3 separate regions of the Mus musculus genome follow, and all the other regions are linked to region 1. The links are chromatin contacts, called in public HiCAR-type and HiChIP or PLAC-seq maps. All regions are on one chromosome and are shown on one strand. The core of a region is the stretch at or near the end of the contact, and the rest is flanking DNA. Distances in the headings are between cores, read along the strand shown.

Evidence for each region. HiCAR-type assays count read pairs that join an accessible place to other places. HiChIP or PLAC-seq counts read pairs in DNA pulled down with a chosen protein or histone mark.
Region 2: an H3K4me3 HiChIP or PLAC-seq map of stem cell-derived neural progenitor cells shows a contact between it and region 1, with 3 times the contacts expected there. The contact joins the promoter of Rmnd5b here to the promoter of Zfp354b in region 1. A contact is called at or near these places in 2 of 39 promoter capture datasets (cranial neural crest and hippocampal neurons) and 1 of 115 datasets of contacts at active chromatin or transcription factors (stem cell-derived neural progenitor cells).
Region 3: a HiCAR-type map of astrocytes shows a contact between it and region 1, with 2.4 times the contacts expected there. The contact joins the promoter of Ltc4s here to the promoter of Zfp354b in region 1. A contact is called at or near these places in 1 of 39 promoter capture datasets (cranial neural crest) and 1 of 115 datasets of contacts at active chromatin or transcription factors (astrocytes).

What each region holds. Positions count from the first base shown.
Region 1 is chr11:50,929,626-50,933,527 of GRCm38.p6, forward strand. Zfp354b (zinc finger protein 354B) reads right to left here and starts at 2,010. Exons shown (of 5, transcript NM_013744.3): 1 at 1,880-2,010; 2 at 1,276-1,360. The coding sequence starts at 1,308.
Region 2 is chr11:51,634,156-51,638,057 of GRCm38.p6, forward strand. Rmnd5b (required for meiotic nuclear division 5 homolog B) reads right to left here and starts at 1,741. Exons shown (of 10, transcript NM_025346.1): 1 at 1,435-1,741.
Region 3 is chr11:50,236,605-50,240,506 of GRCm38.p6, forward strand. It overlaps Ltc4s (leukotriene C4 synthase), which reads right to left and starts at 1,928. Exons shown (of 5, transcript NM_008521.2): 1 at 1,774-1,928; 2 at 737-836; 3 at 590-660; 4 at 413-494; 5 at 1-108. The coding sequence starts at 1,831.

The sequences.
Region 1 (3,902 bases), core at 760-3,259:
ACCATTTAGTCATCAATTCAACCGGTGACAGACACGCAAACAACAGCAGTGAGTCAGATCCTGGCTTTCTGTACAGGGATTATGGCCAATAGCGCAAGTACATCATGGTAATTAGAAGTTCTTCTGGCAAAAGGTCTCTTGGGTTCTTGGTTTTTGAGACAATCTATGAAGCTCTGAGTGGCCTGGAACTTGGTATGGTGGACCAGACTAGCCCCAACCTCACAGAGATCTACCTGCCTCTGCCTCCCTGGTACTGGGATTAAAACCCTGCACCACCATGTCCAGCAAGATTCCTTACTCTGCGTTTTCACATGCATGCAGTGCCTGTAGGAAAAATAACTTACTATGGAGAGAATACAAACGATAATCTTTGCCTTAAAGACTTTCCGATCTAATCAGCACACAGGCATGTGTAGAAATCATTTCAACAATGTAAAAAAAAAAAAAAAAAAAAAAGCTGTGTAGCTGGTCTGGTAAGACCCACACACCATCTCCTGCTTCGGTCCTCACTCCAGAACAAGAATCCTACAAGGGGATGCTGTTATTTTTATTTTATTGGTAAGGGAACTGAGACACAGAAGTTAGACTTACTGATTTAAGGCCCACAGATGGTAACAGAGGGGGTAGGGTAAAAATCAACGGTCTTGAGCCTCCCACTGTGCTTTCTAATTTTCTGTCAAATATCCCAGGAAACCCTCTTCATGGCTTCTTGATAAGTCGTCTCCTTGCTCTCAGAGTGAGGCTCCTGACACTGTGTCCCCTGCAGTATGGCTTTCCCCTGTCCACGCAGCAGCTCACCTCGATGGGGGCAGCTCTATATTCCCGCTCCTCCAAATGGCAGGTCAAGAGTAGTTGTTTTCACAAGAATGGTACAATCCAAACCTAGGATCTACAGAGTATAGGAGGGGAACCACGGGATGGAGGAGCGCCGCAAGCATTCTTAAGGGCAAAAAGAAATAGATGGGCAATCCAGGTGAGGGCTGAGAAAAATAAACATGAGGGAAGCAGACCAGAAAGGACTTCCGCCAGCTGTGTCCCTAGTGATAACGGACATCTGCATGTCGCTGTCAATGTAGTAAGCACAACAGACCGGGATCAGCTAACAGCAACGCAATATACTGTGAGCGAGCGTGCAGTGTGCTTCCTAGACAACCAGCTCCTCCAAGAGCACCAAGTCCTGGTGAAGGGTCTACTGGGCGGAGAGCCTCAGTCTGGAAGGAAAACCAAAACCATATAAAATACTCCTGCCATGAACTGAGACGGCAATGCGCTCACCTGAGACTTCCCTTCCCTTTGCTCTGGAGCCATGCTCACTTTCTGGGCTTTTCTCAAAGATGGGTACAGTGTCCAAAAATGCGATCTGAGGGAAGAAGAAAGAAAGATTGCTTCGCACCCCTCAGAAGCCGCATCTCCGAATGCGTTCCACCAGCTGAGCCTGGCGCTTCTGCTTCCAGAACGGAAAGCGGGAGCTGGGGGCGGGCGGCAGAGAATTGACAGGTCACCACTCTTCTGGTCTCTAGATTTTCAGAAACAAGACTCAGGCGACACTGGACTCCATGTCACCGAGGAGACTCACTATGCCTCCGCGAGTCAGGCATCACCCTATGCTGTTCACCCCAGCTCAGTTGGCAGTGCCAACCCCCTTCAGATCAGAGTGCACTGAGGCCAGAGTGCAGCCACAGTGGGAACACAAACGTTTTTCACCCGTTTAGATCTGACCACGGGCCCACTCCACGTGCAGCCCACCCAACTGCTCTGCTGCTGTCAAGGGATCAATTTCCACATCCCCAGAGAAAACTCCAGAAAGGGGACCAGTGACTCATGGCGGCCCACGCTGAAGTCGCCACAGGCCTCCGTGTCCTCCAGCCTGGCCGCTCACCTCCCCCCTGCTCCCGCCACGCCTCATGAAGGCTCGCAGCTGCCACGCTTGGAGACTCAGACTGGGGAGCTAGATCAGGGCAGAGAATCGAGCCACAGACACCCGGCGGCCTGATAGATCTCACAGGGGGCGGGGCTGGAGGGGGGAATAATGAGGATAGCTGATGCAGAGGCCTCTGGGAAATGTAGTTTACCTCGGGACTCAAGGATTCTGGGATATAAAGTTGACCGCTTTGGTGCGCAGCTGCGGTGGAGAGCCCCCCCTCCCCAAACTCCCAAAAGGCCCCGGGTCACTAGCTCTGTGAAGTCTTAGATGTGGTATGCATTTTAATTCCATTTGTGTGGATGGGGTAAGGCCAGCCCACAGCGGCCAGAAACAGACTGGCAGTTACGTATTAACATCATGTTGTAAGCCTTTTGAAATAAATCAAAGAACAAAAGGGACCTCACTTGGTAAGCAGTGGTTTTTAGTAGGATAAAGTGTAGACAGTGAGCTGTGGAAATAATTATATATTGATTTAGACTCAGAGGGTGTTACAGGAAAATGCAAAAGAAAGGCTAGCTGAAACCTGGCACTCTGGGATTTAAAATAAAAATGAATGAATAAATGAATACATGAATGAATGAATGAATGAATGGAAAATGATAGATGAAGACGCCTGATATTAACCTCTGGTCTGAGTACAATGTACAACACACACACACACACACACACACACACACACACACACTCCAAAGCATAGAAAATATGATTGTGGAAGCCATAGTATGCCAGTGTGACACACAATACAGTACATCCCTCTGTCCACATATCTTCATTTGCAAATGTTTGTTGTAATGAGTCATTGATCTGGTTCAAGATCTCTGGCTTCTATGACACCATCAATATTGGACCCTCACTGAGACTCCTCCCAATTATCCTGTTGTCACCCTGTGTGTTAAAGATCCTGTAACAGCTTTGGATCGGCAGGACTGGCCCTTTCATGTGCCCCAACAATTCACACATGATACAGATTTTAGGAAGGGACAACCAGAGCCCTGGATCTGGGCCTGGGTGGCAGCTGAGTTGATGAGCTCAATGGCTGCCCCTTATCTGAATCACCAGGGTAAACTCTCCAGTACTGTTCAGCAAGGCCACCCAATGCCACAGTCAGCAGAAGGCAGAATCACCTCTCCTACTCCCATGCCTTTGGGTCAGCTCACCAGCACCTTTGTCATCAGGGCATCTTCACTGAGTTGCCCAGATGAGCTGTAGGGCCTGCTCTCCAGAGTGCTGCAGTCAGTGACAGGGCAGGACCGGCTCTCCTACTCTCATGCCCTCCAGGTGCTACCTCAGATGGTAAGGGACAGGGTGGGGGAGGGTACCACCACCCCTCCCCCGTCACCCAGGCCATTGCTGAGCCTTATCTCTTACAGGATAAGGTGTTCACAGGGGCCAGAGTTAAAAGGATACAATGAAAAAGGGAGGAACAGAGGCAAGGATACATATTGAATGGAATTGCAAGCAGTTCACATCAGATCTAAGAAACACAAAGTTACTCTTAATTACAAATAGAAACATTATTTAACAAGGACTTAACTAGGGACAAACAGAAACTTACTAACTAGGATTTAACACAAGACAAACATAAACTTCTTAATAACTATGAGAAGCCTTGCCCTGTAAAGACTTAACACAGGACAACCAGGAACTTCTTGACTGTCTTAACTGCAAACAGAACTCACAGTTCTGCAAGGTGTAGTTTCTGTTTCTGCCTCCCATTACCTTCTGAGATACTTGTTCTTGTTTTGGTCTCATGGCACTGGCGTGAATGAGTAGTCTTAGCTCCTACTCTCTGTAGCTACCGTTAACCCAATACTGTAAGCATTCATTACAGTGACAGGAATTTCCTAATTCTCCTGCGGCAGAACTGTCTTCCTGATGAGCCCCTTTCTCGGCTTATAAAATGCTGGTGTTGCTCAAGACTAATTCCTGGGGTCTTCTCATCACTAAGACTAATTCATGGGGTCTTCTCATCACAAGA
Region 2 (3,902 bases), core at 491-2,990, 700 kb after region 1:
AAGCTCCACCTGCTGAACTAAAGGCATGTGCTACGTCCCTGGTCACATCCACCATTTTATATGGCTTCCTGGGCTCCAGCTCAGGCCTCTTCTCACGGCTCTATCTTCCTTGTGCACCCTTCTTTTCTGCATCACAAATCTGATGTGTCGGTTCCACACACTTCCACATCCTCCTGACTGCTTCTTCAGATGTGTCTCAACTGGACTAGCAGCTAAACAAAGCCTGGAGACTGGTCTTGTCCCCTCCCTCCCTGCAGGACCTAGCCCATCACGGGGCTGAGTAGGCCTAACTGATTAAACAATACCTCCATTTCCTAGCCTTTGGCTAAGAAGGCCTGAATCAAAAGCTTCCAGTGGATAGAAAGAGATATGAAGGAAATGTTAAAACTTCACACTAGAGGGGCTGGAGAGATGGCTCGGTGTTTAAGGAGGACTTGCTGCTCTTGCAAATAGCCCAGATTCTGTTCTCAGCACCCACATGGCAGTCACAACTTCCTGTAAGTCCAGTTCTAGAGACCCTGAAGCCCTCTTCATCCACTGCATCTCGTGGTGCACAGACACACATGAAGGCAAAAGGTCCCCATACACCTAGAAATAAGAAGTTTAAAAAAAATATCTGTTGGGTGTGGTGACTCACACCTTTAATCCCAGAACTAAGGATGCAGAGGCAGGCAGATCTGTCTGACTTCAGACTGGCCTGGTCTACACAGTGAATTCCAAGACAGCCAAGGCTATGTAGAGAAATGCTGTCGTCATCGTCGTTGTCATCATCGTCATCATTATAAAAGAAAATAAATAAATCTGAGGTTGGGTATGGTGGTGCAGGACTTTAACCCACCCCACCCCCCAACACATGGGAGGCAGAAGCAGATGCATCTTTGTGAGTTCAAGGCCAGCCTGGTCTACTTAGAAAGCTCCAGGGCAGCCTAGGCTATAAGAGACCCTGTCTCAAAGACAACAAACAAACAAACAAAAGAAAAACAAAAGTTCTATCCAAACAAACTCCCTGGTGATGCTCACTCCAATGACTCTCCCCATCACTTGCCACACTCTACCACCACCAGCCTTTCTGTTCCAGGGTACATCCAGTTTATTTCTGCCTCTATCCTCTTCTCGGAACACTCTCTCACATCTTCCCATGGCTGGCTCCTTATCTAGGTCTCCACACACGTGTCATCTTTTCAAACCACAGTATCGAATGCCCTGTATTTTACACTCAAACAAATCATATCCCTACAAATACTAGAAAGTTTCACATTGTCACTTCTTCACCTAAAACTGAAAGGACAGGAAAGCCCACCATTTACCCTAGGGGCATGCCACGACCCCGACTTGACCCGCATAGTAGTGCAAAGACTGACAAACTCCTACTTATCCTCCCAGAGACCCTCCTGCAGTGCCCTGCCGGAACCCCGCCACCCACTGGCTGCTTACCTCTGACTCAGTCAGGTGCACTAGGACGGGACGTCGGAGTCCGGGCGACTCCACCAGCCCTTGGAGGGTGTGGCCGACGACTGCTCCAGGCTTTGGTCGGGGCGCCCCGCACCCCGGGACCGGGAGCCGGCAGGCTGTCACCTAGTCTTGCAGCTCAGCCCGCTTCCGGCGCCGCTGTCATCGGAACCGGAAGGCGCGGCGGTTGCCTCTCGGGTGGGTCCGGGCTCGCCCATGCGTGGTGTCGCGGAGCGTGGGGAGACAGTGTGTCTCGCCCGCGGCTTTGCAAGGAATGCCGAATGAATCGTTCGCCGGAGCCAGGCAACAGTTAGCGCCTGCGCAGTGCCGGGACGCCTGGCCTCTGCGATCCGGAGCAAACCTGGGTTTCCGCGCGTCAGAACCACCGACGGGTTGTCACGAGTTTCTACCGGAAGTATTAGCTGGCGCACCTGCCTAATCCGGGCCCCCAACCACAGTAAACTAGGTCTTAAATGTCCAGGCTGGGATAGGGGACACGGAGGCAGGACGAGCGCCGGGAGTTCCAGGCCAGTCTAGACTACAAAGCGACACTCTGGCTCAGAAAATAAACAAAGCTGGGTATTGTGGTACCCGCCTATAATCTTATAATTATAAGAAGATCAGAGATCCAGGGATACAAAGTGAGTTAGGCCAGCCTGAGCTACGACAGAGAGAGGGGGAGGACAGGGGGAGGGTTAAAGTACACGCAGGTCCCTTGGTCCACCCCCAGCACCCGAAAAATGAACATTTTAAGAGACCATTACATGTATGTGGTCCAGTGATTAAGTATTTCCTGCGATGCATTTTGAACTAGCAAATAATGTTAAAGGAAGAGTCTGAGGTAACAGGGAAAGTGCTTGCAAAACAAGTGTGAGGGGCTGAGTTGAGATCCCAGGTACTGTTAGAAAGCTGGCTCGCACCTACTGGCGCGGGCCTGTAATTGCAGGAGTGGGGTTAGCAGAGACTTAAGGATTCTTGTGTTTGCCTGCCAGCTAATGTAGCTAAAAAGCAGAGCTCTAGGATCAAGAGAATAAAGTGGAGAGTGTTGGAGCGAGACTCCCCAAATCCTTCTCTGGCCCTCACACACTTGTACAGGCAAGCACACCCACGTTCACATCACACACACACAATTTTTAAGAGTTCGGTTTTTGTTCTTACGGGCTCACCTAACCCTATGCATCCATAGCCCCCAGCCCAGCTGCTCTCTGTAAATAGCCCCTCTTTAGGGGCAAAATGAAATAGGGGTTGTATACATGCCCTAACTAAAAAGAATGAAGGAGCCGGGTGTAATGGCACACACTTTTAATTCCAGCACTGCGGAGGCAAAGGCAGGCAGATCTGAGTTTGAGACCAGGAAAAAAAAAAAAAAAAAGAAAAGAAAAGAAGAAAGAACCGGGCAGTGGTGGCACATGCCTGTAATCCTAGCACTTGGGAGGCAGAGACAGGCGGATTTTTTAGTTCGAGGCCAGCCTGGTCTACAGAGTGAATTCCAGGACAGCCAGGACTGCACAGAGAAACCCTGTCGAAAGAAAGAAAGAAAGAAAGAAAGAAAGAAAGAAAGAAAGAAAGAAAGAAAGAGAAAGAAAGAGAGAAAGAAAGAGAGAAAGAAAGAGAGAGAATCTTTTGAGAAAGGGTCTTTGATACCTACCCAGGACTGGCCTTGAACTCCTTACATCACGAAGGACCTCTTTCTACCTTCTGTGTACTGAGATTACAGGTGTGTGCACCATCACCTGGGGTCCTCCAGCAACTCATGCACTCCCCTCTCCCCGCCCCCGTTTTTTTCCTTTCTTTTTCTGGCTTTTCAAGACAGGATTTCTCTGTGTAGCCCTGGCTGTCCTGCAACTCACTCTGTAGACCAGGCTGGCCTCGAATTCAGAAATCTGCCTGCCTCTGCCTCCCAAGTGCTGGGATTAAAGGCGTGCGCCACCACGCCAGCTAGGCAGGGTTTTTTGTTTGTTTGTTTGTTTGTTTGTTTTTTGTTTTTATGAGTACACTGTTGATGTCTTCAGACACACCAGAAGAGGGCATCAGATCCCATTACAGATGGTTGTGAGCCACCATGTGGTTGCTGGAAATTGAACTCAGGACCTCTGGAAGAACAGTTGGTGCTCTTAACCGCTGAGCCACCTCTCCAGCCCCCAGCTTCTTTTTTACTGCAGGTTTTCCTACAGCCATTACATGCTCCTCTTTCCGCCTCCTCCACCTTGCACAATCTAGCTTTGTTTTCTTTACAGCCTTGGCTTGAAATCATGTGTTTATGTGTTGATTTTGCTTTCTTGCCCCTATCTCCGCCTCCCCAACTTTTAGAATAAAAGCTCCATTGGGCTCAGGACTTTGTCTTCATCGCTACTGGAACATAGTGAGCCACAGAGATGCTGGGAGCTGACCAACATTCTCTGCTTAATAAAAGAGGAAGCTGTGGCTCACAACCTGCTGAAACACAGCAGGGA
Region 3 (3,902 bases), core at 678-3,177, 690 kb before region 1:
AAGAGCGCAGTCCGTAGCGTGCCGGGGAGGAAGTGGACTAGCAAGCCCAGTGCAGCCATCGCCACCAGCAGCCAGAGTGCGCGCGCGCTCGCGTATAGGGGAGTCAGCCTGCGGGTGGCGCTCAGCGGGAGCGGAGCCAAGCCCCCCCCGCCTCCACACAAGGCCCCGCCCCCTCCATGCTAGGACTGCCCCCAGGCCTAGGCCCTCCCCCTCCAGACTAGGCCTGCCCCGCAGGCTCAAGCCCCTCCCACTCCGGGCTACACCGGCTCGCTAGGGCTAGGTCCGCCCACCCGCTGTCCCCAGATCTCTTTCCATGGGTCCCCTGTGGCCGATCGCCGCCTCCCACCCTTTGAGCGGCGTTGGGGAGCGACCCTCCCCTGCAGTGCTTTCCCGGAAGTCCGGCCAGAGTTACCTGAGTTGCGCTGAGCGCGCGTATCCCTGGAAATAGCGGAGGCGCGCGAACAGGTAGAACAGTCCGCACAGGGCTGCGGCTCCTGCGAGAGTCGATGCAAGGCGACGCGGTGAGCACGAGCTCCCGCCATCCGGGATCACCCCCACCCCCGAAGTGTGCCCCCACGCTGCCCCGCACCTTCGTGGAAGAAGATGCCGGCGACCCAGAGTGTGGCGAGGAACAGCGGAAAGTACTCGCTGCAGTTTACCCTGCGAGGGGTAGGCTGGGTGAGCGCGTGGTTCACCTTGGCTGACACCCGAACCCGCCCGGACCCGCCGCGCTCACTGGGCTCGGAAGACGCGCTCGAACTCGGGAGGGCCAGAGGTGAGCGGCGGCGACACGTGGAAAGCCCTTCGTGCAGAGATCACCTGTAGGGAGAAGTAGGCTGCGGCCGTGGGGGTGTGGGAGTCAGGTGTGGTGCTCCGCAGATCTGGAGCGGGATCCGTCCCTTAGTTCCCCTCTCCTTGCCTCTCACTGAGCGACTCTCTTCTAATGCCCTTCTCCCACCTGCCCCATCAGTGGTGTTCAATGGAGAGGCCCTGTAGGCCTGAGGGTTGATTGACTAGGGTGATGCGCGGCTGAAACACCTGCCGGTGGGAGGAACCTTAGAAGACTTTACTCCTGAACGATTTGACTTGCAAAGCACAGGCAAATGCCTACCTCCCGTTCTGCAGGTCTGGACCCCCTGCGTAGGCAATGGACCAGGGCAAAATTGGCTGTATTCTTTAAGGAACAAGGAAGCACACGTTCTGTGGCTAAGGGACCCTGGTTTCCCCTCTACAGAATCAGCCAGAAGGGACTCTGCCACAAGCCAGAGTCAGTCTAGCTTGGGTCTCAGTACCACCACACAATAGCATAAATTCTTGTCTCAGTTTCTGTTTAGACATCATGGACCCAGCCTTAAATCTGGCAGATACTGTGCTCCAGATGCGTGGAGTTGGGACTCTCCCAACCTAAGCCCATAGCTATTCCACTAGTCACTGTATTGCACTCCCAAACAGATACCAGCTCCCACCACAAGGCAGGCACCTCAAGTGGCCCCTCAGCAGGGTGGCCATCCTTCACCTGGTCCTCCCCTGTAGACACTCCTTAGAGAGTGTCTATACCTGCTCCAGGGAAGTGGGGACTTCTCAGCTGGAACTTTGGCCCTCCAACAGTTCTTGAATTGCTTGGACCTTGGTACCAGGAGGCTAGCCTAGAAGCCTCCTGTCCTTCTCCTGAGCCTGGGCCTGCCAGCACCCCAATTCCCTACCCCAGGAGCCTGAAGAGAGCAGACTACAGGATGTAAGATCCACCCACCTCCCAGACAGGAGCCAGCCCACCTTGCAACAGAACTCCCACGAGGGTGACGGTAGCCAGAAGAGCCACTTCGTCCTTCATGTTGCCAGCCACAGGCAGAATTAGCTTTGGTGTTCTTCTTATCGCCCAGTGTGCTACTCAGACGCTGGCCCAGGAGAGGAAGAGCCTCGGCGCTCTCCACCCCTTTGCAGTAGAGGCGGGGAGGGGTGGGGATATGACTGTATCCACAAAGGCAGGGAGCCTGGCCAGGCTGGGAAGGTAGAAACCAGTGCTGTGGACAGCTTGACCACTTCCTTCCAGTTGTTCCTGGCCTTTCCGTGCTTAGTCCTGTGGTGGCGGAACTCATGCTGCTCACCCAGGCTCCCTCTGACTGCTCACCCATGCCCCCTCTAGCCTTGTGTGTTTCCAGCTACCATATCATCTAGACCCTGCATCCTTGGTAGTTTCCCACTGGCCTTTCAGACTTCCCCTTCATCCAGGGTTTACCCTAGGCTCTGGGCTCCTGGACTCCCACCCCTGACTTCCCCTACCCCAGTGATGACTGGGTCTGTATTCCCATCCAGGGCTACTCTGTAATGTCTAGTGCTGACACACCCTTCCCAACTCCCTATGGCTTCATAATGTCCAGGTGTCCCCAGCCACAATGGACCTACCCATGTTCTTCTTCCTCCTTGGCATCCTGAGGCCCATCCCCCTCAGAGCCCCAAAGGCTCATGAATGATATTTTTTATCCTTGGTTATGGGGAAATACTTGTCTCTAGGCTGGTGTATTTGCCCAGCATCCTACTTGGCTCCAGGCACTGACCCTTCCCTTCCTTAGCCTAGTCCTTTCCACACCAGACAAAGCTGACAACTCCCCACCACTGCCACACTTGTGGTGTAGTCATGTGTGCCGATGTTGACAGAAGAGAGACCCAGTTCTGGAAACTTCCATTAGCAGTCTGGGAAAGGAAGCTTAAGAGTACAGAAGCTGAGAAACTCTTGTTGTCGAGCCCTGGGGGCCACCTTGTGTGGTGTGTGCTCCTGGACTGTTCTTCCTTGTGAAATAGCCACTTCTCTTTTCCGATGAAGCTGGTTTGAGGTAGATTTGGTCAGCAGTGGCAAAATCCAGATCCATCTGGAAGAGTGGACGGAGCCATAGGTGAAGGGCGTGAACCAGCACAGGACAGGAGAGGAGCGTGTACTGGGGAACTAACAGGTCCTAGGCCACACTCCTGTCCCTGCAGCCAGCTTGGCCATATCATGGGTGTCATAAGACAGGGTCACCCTTGGGAGCTTCTGCTTCCCCACAGCCAGCCTCCGTCCTCGTTGCCTGAGGCCTTGGTCCCTGTGGACTCCCCAGAACCCCTTCGGTCTCTTTGTTCATTATTGCCCTCAGAAGATCTGAGGCCTACCTGCTGGGGCTCTGCAGGTTTCTCAAGATCACAGTTGGGTCAACGCTGGTCCTTGCATTACACCAACGTGTAATAGCAGTAGCTGGTGCTCTGAACTCAAGGAATGGTCAGGACACAGGCGTTCCAGGGCAAGATGGGCCTGCACCATGCCAATGCTTGGGTTCCAAACTTCAGGAGGCTGCAGTTGGGGCAGCTTCCGGGAGGGAAGGCATTGAAAAGGCAGAACAGGGCTGGTGAGATGGCTCAGTGGGTAAGAGCACCCGACTGCTATCTGAAGGTCCAGAGTTCAAATCCCAGCAACCACATGGTGGCTCACAACCATCCGTAACGAGATCTGACTCCCTCTTCTGGTGTGTCTGAGGACAGCTACAGTGTACTTACATATAATAATAAATGAGTCTTTAAAAAAAAAAAAAAAAAAAAGAAAAGGCAGAACATAGGATACAGGCAGGCCATGCTCCTATATGCCCATGTGGATAGTGTGCCTGTCTGCGTGCCTGTCAGCAAATGAACATCTCTGCGTGTCTCTGCGGTGAGCGTGGGTGCTCGCCGGTGCAGGCTACAGACAAGTCTATGTCTTGTGTTACTTCAGGCTCTGCTCTGCCAACCTTACATTTCCTCTCAGGCCCATGTGTCCTCCCATCAAAGTTCATTCTCTCTGGCCTGGCCACAGGAAACAGAGGCTTGATATCAGCAACTTCTCAGGAAGTCCCTGAGCAGATGTTCAGGGCAGGGACAAGGGGCTTGGTCTTTGACTC